Linked DNA regions of Mus musculus: region 2 is linked to region 1. The links are chromatin contacts, called in public promoter capture Hi-C maps. All regions are on one chromosome and are shown on one strand. The core of a region is the stretch at or near the end of the contact, and the rest is flanking DNA. Distances in the headings are between cores, read along the strand shown.

Region 1 (3,358 bases), core at 242-2,741:
ATCCCAGCACTCGGGAGGCAGAGGCAGGTGGATTTCTGAGTTCGAGGCCAGCCTGGTCTACAAAATGAGTTCCAGGACAGCCAGGGCTATCCAGAGAAACCCTGTCTCTCAAAACAACAACAACAACAACAAAAAGGTTTGTTGGGGCTGGTGAGATGGCTCAACGGTTAAGAGCACTGACTGCTCTTCCAAAGGTCCTGAGTTCAAATCCCAGCAACCACATGGTGGCTCACAATCATCCCTAACAAAAATCTGATGCCCTCTTCTGGAGTGTCTGAAGACAGCTACAGTGTACATACATATAATAAATAAATAAATAAATAAATAAATAAATAAATAAATAAACAAATCTTAAAAAAAATTATTTGTATGTGAGTACACTGTTGCTCCCTTCAGACAAACCAGAAGAGGGCACTGCATCCCATTATAGATGATTGGGAGTCATCATGTGGTTGCTGGGAATTGAACTCAGGACCTCTAGAAGATCTTATCCGCTGAGCCATCTCTCCAGCCCACATCCTGGCTGCCTTCTTTAAGGTGCTCCACTCCTCTCTTCACTGTAGCTCTTGGAAACCTGTCTTCCACAGTTCTCATCAAATGCCTCCATTGCTCTCCTCCAGCCATGGGGCTTGTTTCCTTGAAATCACCAGGGTGTCCCATCCTTCAGCTTTGTGCATTTTTGGATCTAATGGTTGGCAAAACTAATAAAATTATTAACAGCCTGGGTAGCCCACAAAGCTGCTTTATCTCTGACAAATTTCACACCAACACAGACGAAAGCTTGCCCATAGGCACTTCAGTTACATGATCCAAAGACCACAATGCCATGCGCATTAGGGTAGAATTACATGCACACAGACAGGGGGTGCAGAAGAGCTCCTGGAATCTCAAGTTTGTGTCCAATGACCCACTTCCCCCCTTCTTTCTAATGAGTGACCATTAACAGTGAAGTATATGATTTTGGGGGTCTCTTGCACAGTCACAGTGATTCTGATCTAGATGATGGCTGTTTTTCACATGAACAGTAGTGTTCTAAAAAGCCTGAGTCCAGAGCATCCAACTTTTTGTTGTGTGTACACACCACACGAGATGGAAGTGTTGGAGGAGATTAAACTCAGCTTTGCACATGTTGAGCAAGCCCTGTACCAACTGCGGTCTCTGCTTTGACCTTGCCTGTACCAATCTCTCTGTCGGCTCCTTCTAGCTTGTCTCTCCCAGAGCAGATTTCAGGCTCATGCACAGTACATTCATACTCATTTTCTCTGTAGTATGGACTGGCCTTGAACTCCTGACATCCACCCTGGTTCCAGTAGCTCTGGGTACTCTTCTAGGCTGCTCGCTGTTTGGATGCTCTCTTTAAGCTCCCCTGGTGGCTGCTGCGGTCTTAAGGGAGGCGAGCCTGTCGCCCCGGCAACGGCGTCCGCAGACAGGAAGATGGCGCCCCGCCCGCGCGAGGTGCTGCAAGGCGATTGTCACGTGAACCAGGCGGGACTTCCGTCGCCGCGATATTTTCTTTCCGGTGGTTGGCCGCCTGCTCCTCATCCACCCGGGCCCTGCGCCCTCCGCCCTGCGGCCCAAGCCGCCGGGCCGCTGCCGCCATGAAGAAGTTCTTCCAGGAAATCAAGGCTGACATCAAGTTCAAGAGCGCGGGGCCCGGCCAGAAGCTTACGGATTCCGCAGGGTATGTGACGCTGGTTGGGCGACGGAGAGGGCGAGGGCCAGGGGGCAAAAAGGGCCGGCGGTTGGGTGTCAGGGTCTTTCTAGGCTATGCTTAGCAGGAGTAGATTGGTGGGTGGGGTGTGGAAGATTGTAAGGCAGGGGCGGAGCCTACAATGAGGGCGGGGCGTTGTAGCAGTGGTGGGCGGGGCAGAAGGGAGGGCAGTTGTGTGGTGTAGCACGGGTGGGCGGGGCGCTAAGGGTAGGCGTGGGCGGTCGTGGCCAGGGCGCGTTGGTCACTGCTTAGAGACTCTTGGTTCTGGGTGGTGAGAAGGGACGGGGCAATGCCCAGAATTTAGCTAAGAGAAGAGCCGCCTAAAGGTGTGGCCTTGGCGAAATGTGGGTAGGAAGGACCTAAGAGAAGGTGTGGGAAGAAGGTCTGTGAGAGATGTTAAGACTTCTTTGTAGGTTGTGTGGTAATCTGGGAGGGGTTGGGGAGTGAGAGAGGATTATAGAAGGATCTTGGAGGAGTGTGGAAACCAGAGAGGCCCAGACCCAGAATGTTGTTGAGTGGTTGGGGTGACAGGTGAAGATGGGATCTCTGTGGGGGCCTTGGCAACTCCGGGTCTTCCAGGAGTACTTTCCTGGAGTTCTTTCCGGAGAACTTTGTGTTCTGGAGAGGGAGGTAAGGCATGTTGGAGCTGCTCAGAAGGGGTGAAGTAGAGATTGGAGACAGCTACAGGCTACCAGGGAGTAGTCTGCAGGAAGTATATGTGGAGGAAAATGACAACCAGCGACTGGGGCTGAATGTGAGGAGAAGGAGGGGCCTGCAAGCCAGGGCTAGAAGGGAGGTAAACACACCAGGGTACAGCTACAAATAGTGGGGCAGTTTCAATGATGAGAGGAACATGGAGGTTCAAAGGATCCTCAGGCCAGAAGTTGGAGGGGATGGTCCAGTGTCCGTGATCTGTGTGTGATCTATAAAAGTAAATGTCACTTTTATTTCCTCAGATGAAGTGATGAGAGCTGCAACCATGCTCTGTGAACACAACACACTGCTTGGGCTGAGCTCAGAGCATTATCCATGTTCTAACAACTATCCCAGGAAGCTTCTAGCATCTGTACAATCTAATTAACCAAGCTGACTAATTCAATTTGGCTTCTCTCAATTTCTCACTGAAGTGCTCTGCTTGGACTCAAACTAAGTCTGGCAGTCTCTTCTAATCTTCTGGTTCCTTCTCATTCTCTCGCTGCAACCTGCCTCTGAACTGCACTGGCAGGCTGAACTGCTTTCAACTCTCTCTCTCTGTGCTGCCTTTTGAGTCCTCTCTTTCCTGACTGTTCTCAGAGTTGGGTGTAATCTATCCCTGACTCATTCTGTCAAATTTTTCTGATTCGTCACTGTCTGCCACTCAATTAGATGCCACTTTCAAACATGACTTCTTCCTTCTACAAACTAACCTTACCTACATTGTTAGGGATTAAAGATACATACTATGGACCTGTCTGCATTCCAGCAAGAGAGATTAAAGATTTGTTGCATGTCTGCATTCCTCCCACATGTTGCTTGATTAAAATTCCTCTATACACCGTTTTGCAAAATTGGGTCCCTATGTCTGTTCAGGGAGAAGACCACCAAAGGAAAGTCACCACAGCTGGCCCTCCGGCAGCCCCGTCAGGGCCCCACTGATGAGGCACAGAT
Region 2 (3,358 bases), core at 292-2,791, 1.2 Mb before region 1:
GGCCTTTCTAGAAACAGGGTCTGTGTGGCTGGAGAGATGATTCACTGGTTGCCCATACAGAGGATTTGTGCTTGTTTCCCAACACCCGCATGAGGCGCACAAAAACACCTGCAATTCTAGATCCAGGGATCCAACATTGTCTTCTGGCCTCTGTAGGCATCAGGCATACACATGATGCACATATATACATACATACATACATACATACATACATACATACATACATACATACATATATACATACATACATACATACATACATACATACATACATACATACATACATACATACAGGCAAAACACTCCAACACATACATATAAATATTTTAAAAAGAAAAGAAATGGTGTCATGTAGCCCAAGCTGGCCTCTAACTTGCTACATAGCAAGGTTGACTTTGAACTCCTGATCCTCTTGCCTCCAGCATCTCGTGCTGGGATTACAGATGTATGCCACCAGAATCAATCCTATGCTACTGAGTATGGAAGCACTTTCCCACTGAGCTGTATTCTAAAGCCACTATTTGTACTTTTGTCTTAAAAAACCAAAAACCAACCAACCAAACAAACAAAAAAAACCAACTAAGCATTGTGAATCATTATCTGCCTACAACCACAAAACCAACACAACTGAAAGAGATAATATAGGGGCAGGACAAGTCCTAGAGGCAGAGACAAGAGCAGGCTTTTCCTCCATGACTCTCAAAGCCCACCAGAGTCATTCAGCCACCCTGAGTGACAGGGTAGGTAAGGTCCACCTCATTCTTTTCCCTAGAAAGCAAGCATGCCCCCCGGAGGGCGAACTTCTAGGCAGCCTTCAAAACCAAAGCTTAACTGTCCCACTGCCAAGAAACCGTCCCAGATCCTCAAAAAACCAGAATTCTTTCCCACTTCAGAAAATGCTCCACAGAGCTGGGACTCTGGGCTGGGACATGCCCTCACCCCTTATCCTCCTCATAGGAAAGACTTGGATTATAAATGCATAAGTAGGGCTTGGGTAATGCCCAGCAACTGAGGAGGTAGAGGTAGGAGTTCAGAACTGTTTAGCACAGTGGTCTCCACCTTCCTGAACCTGCCACCCTTCCATGTTGTGCTGACCTCCAATCATAAAATTATTTCATTGCTACTTCACAACTCTAATTTTGCTACTGTTCTGAATTGTAAGGTAAATACTGATACGCAGGATATATAATGCAATGCCAAATGTGTCTCGACCCACTGATTTAGCAAGACCTTGGGGGTAGGGAGAACCAGCCATCCAGAAGTGCTGGGTTACTGGGACCCAGCTAAGTGTGGGAGGAGGTCACTCTAGACTTCAATGGTCTCTGGTGTAACCAAGTACAACAGGGACCAGCCCAGGTTCAGCATCTGGCCTTGACCCCAAGAAAAGCCTGAGCCAAGCAGGTACTTTCAAGCTCCAGGGTAATGGAAATGTGCCTAGGGTTACTCACCCCAAGGCTTGTTGCCCCAGGTTTGTGAAAAAGCTTAGGAAACTATGTTGCGAAATTTTGGGCAGTCCCTGGTGCAGGAACAGGGAGGGACCAGAGAGGAGAGCCATATAAAGAGCCAGCGGCTACAGCCCCAGCTCGCCTCTGCCCACCCCTGCCCCTTACCCCTTCATTCCTTCCACCTTTTTCCTTCACTATGGGACCAGCTTCAGGGTCCCAGCTACTAGTGCTACTGCTGCTGTTGGCCAGCTCCCCATTAGCTCTGGGGATCCCCATGTAAGTAGTTACCTTTTGGGGGTGCAGTTTCTTATACAATTTAGGAGTCACCTAGGTGAGTCACCTAGGAGTCACCCACTTGGGGGGAGACAGGGATGTTAAGAATTTGTGCTGGGGGCTGGAGGATGGCTCAGTGGGTATGAAGTCTTGCTGCATGGACATAAGGACCTTAACTCAAACTCCCAGCACCCACAGAAAAGCCAGGAGTGGCCTCCAGAGCCTGTAACCCCACACTGTGGGGCTGGAGACCAGATACTGGGGCTTGCTGACTGCCAGCCCAGTGCCAGGTTCAGAGAGAGATGTTGACTCAAGGTGTGGGGAGGGAGGGGCATAGAACAGGACACCGGACATCTTCCTGTGACGTGACATACATACATACATACATACATACATACATACATACATACATACATACATACAAACAGAGAGAAAGAGAGAGAATGTGAGTGTTTGGGTTGTCTTATGTTCATAGAACTCAGGTATTGTAGCATTGGTGTGCCTACTTATGAAGAAGAAGGTCTATAGATTTATGGTGTCTGTGATGTCTTGTGGTTTAGGCAATGGTAAGTTTTAAGATGTGAGGACTGGAGGGTTGTTGGGGTCTATAGCCCTTGTGTGGACTGTCAAAAGCCAAGCTCAGCATTGGGCCTGATTACATGGACCTGTCATCCTGTCCACTCTGGAAGCCCAGGCAGGAAGTGTACACATTCCAGCCAAGCCTGGGCTACAGAGTGAGTTCAGGGCTAGCCTGAACAACTTAGTGAGATGCTGTTTCCAAACAGAAAAGTGAGGAGAGGCTGAGGTATAGCTTAGTGGTAGAGAGAGCACTTTCTCAGTACAAGCAAAGTCCTTATGGCTGGTACCCAGTGCTGAAGCCAGGAAAAGACAGCTTCTAGTGGCTAAGGGAAAGTGGGCTGTGGTTTGGTACCTTCTTGTGTGGGGAGGACGTGGATCCAGGCATCTGCTCCAGCACTGAGAACTAGAACACGCTAGAACTAGGGACTGGGCCAGCCAGAGTGAGGGCTGAAGTCTCAGGCCTTGAGGTGACATCTGCTCCCACACCCCACGGTCAGGTATTCCATCATTACTCCCAATGTCCTACGGCTGGAGAGCGAAGAGACCATCGTACTGGAGGCCCACGATGCTCAGGGTGACATCCCAGTCACAGTCACTGTGCAAGACTTCCTAAAGAGGCAAGTGCTGACCAGTGAGAAGACAGTGTTGACAGGAGCCAGTGGACATCTGAGAAGCGTCTCCATCAAGGTGGGCAAGGAACTGGAACTACAGTCAGCCGTAGCCCCTTCCGGTCCGGCCTGGGTCCCTCAGGCTGCCTCCTATAGCCTCCTCGGAGCTCCTCCCTTCTGAGTCCCTCCCCTCTGACGCCCCTGCCGTCTGGGTCCCTCTCGTTTGATCTCCTCCCCTCTGAGTCCCCTACCCTTTGAGACCCTCTGCTCTGAGCCCCTTCCCTCTGAGATTCCTCCTCTCAGTCCCTCTCCTCTTGAGTCTCTTCCTCCTTGAGCCCCTCCTGTCTGAGGGGAGATGACAGAGAGGAGGCCCAGGGGGATCTAGGGGATGCTTTCTGGGCACCACTCCCTGACACAGACTCCTGACATCCCACGCATAGATTCCAGCCAGTA

What was found. Promoter capture Hi-C pulls out the DNA fragments that hold promoters and counts their contacts.
Region 2: a contact with region 1 is called in a promoter capture Hi-C map of liver, with 2.9 times the contacts expected there. The contact joins the promoter of C3 here to the promoter of Ubxn6 in region 1. A contact is called at or near these places in 4 of 39 promoter capture datasets (the 3T3-L1 cell line, liver and pre-B cells) and 1 of 9 other capture datasets (adipose tissue).

Annotation. Positions count from the first base shown.
Region 1 is chr17:56,073,159-56,076,516 of GRCm38.p6, reverse strand. It overlaps Ubxn6 (UBX domain protein 6), which reads left to right and starts at 1,491. Exons shown (of 11, transcript NM_001379361.1): 1 at 1,491-1,681; 2 at 3,281-3,358. The coding sequence starts at 1,599.
Region 2 is chr17:57,226,319-57,229,676 of GRCm38.p6, reverse strand. C3 (complement component 3) reads left to right here and starts at 1,541. Exons shown (of 41, transcript NM_009778.3): 1 at 1,541-1,721; 2 at 2,795-2,984; 3 at 3,346-3,358. The coding sequence starts at 1,642.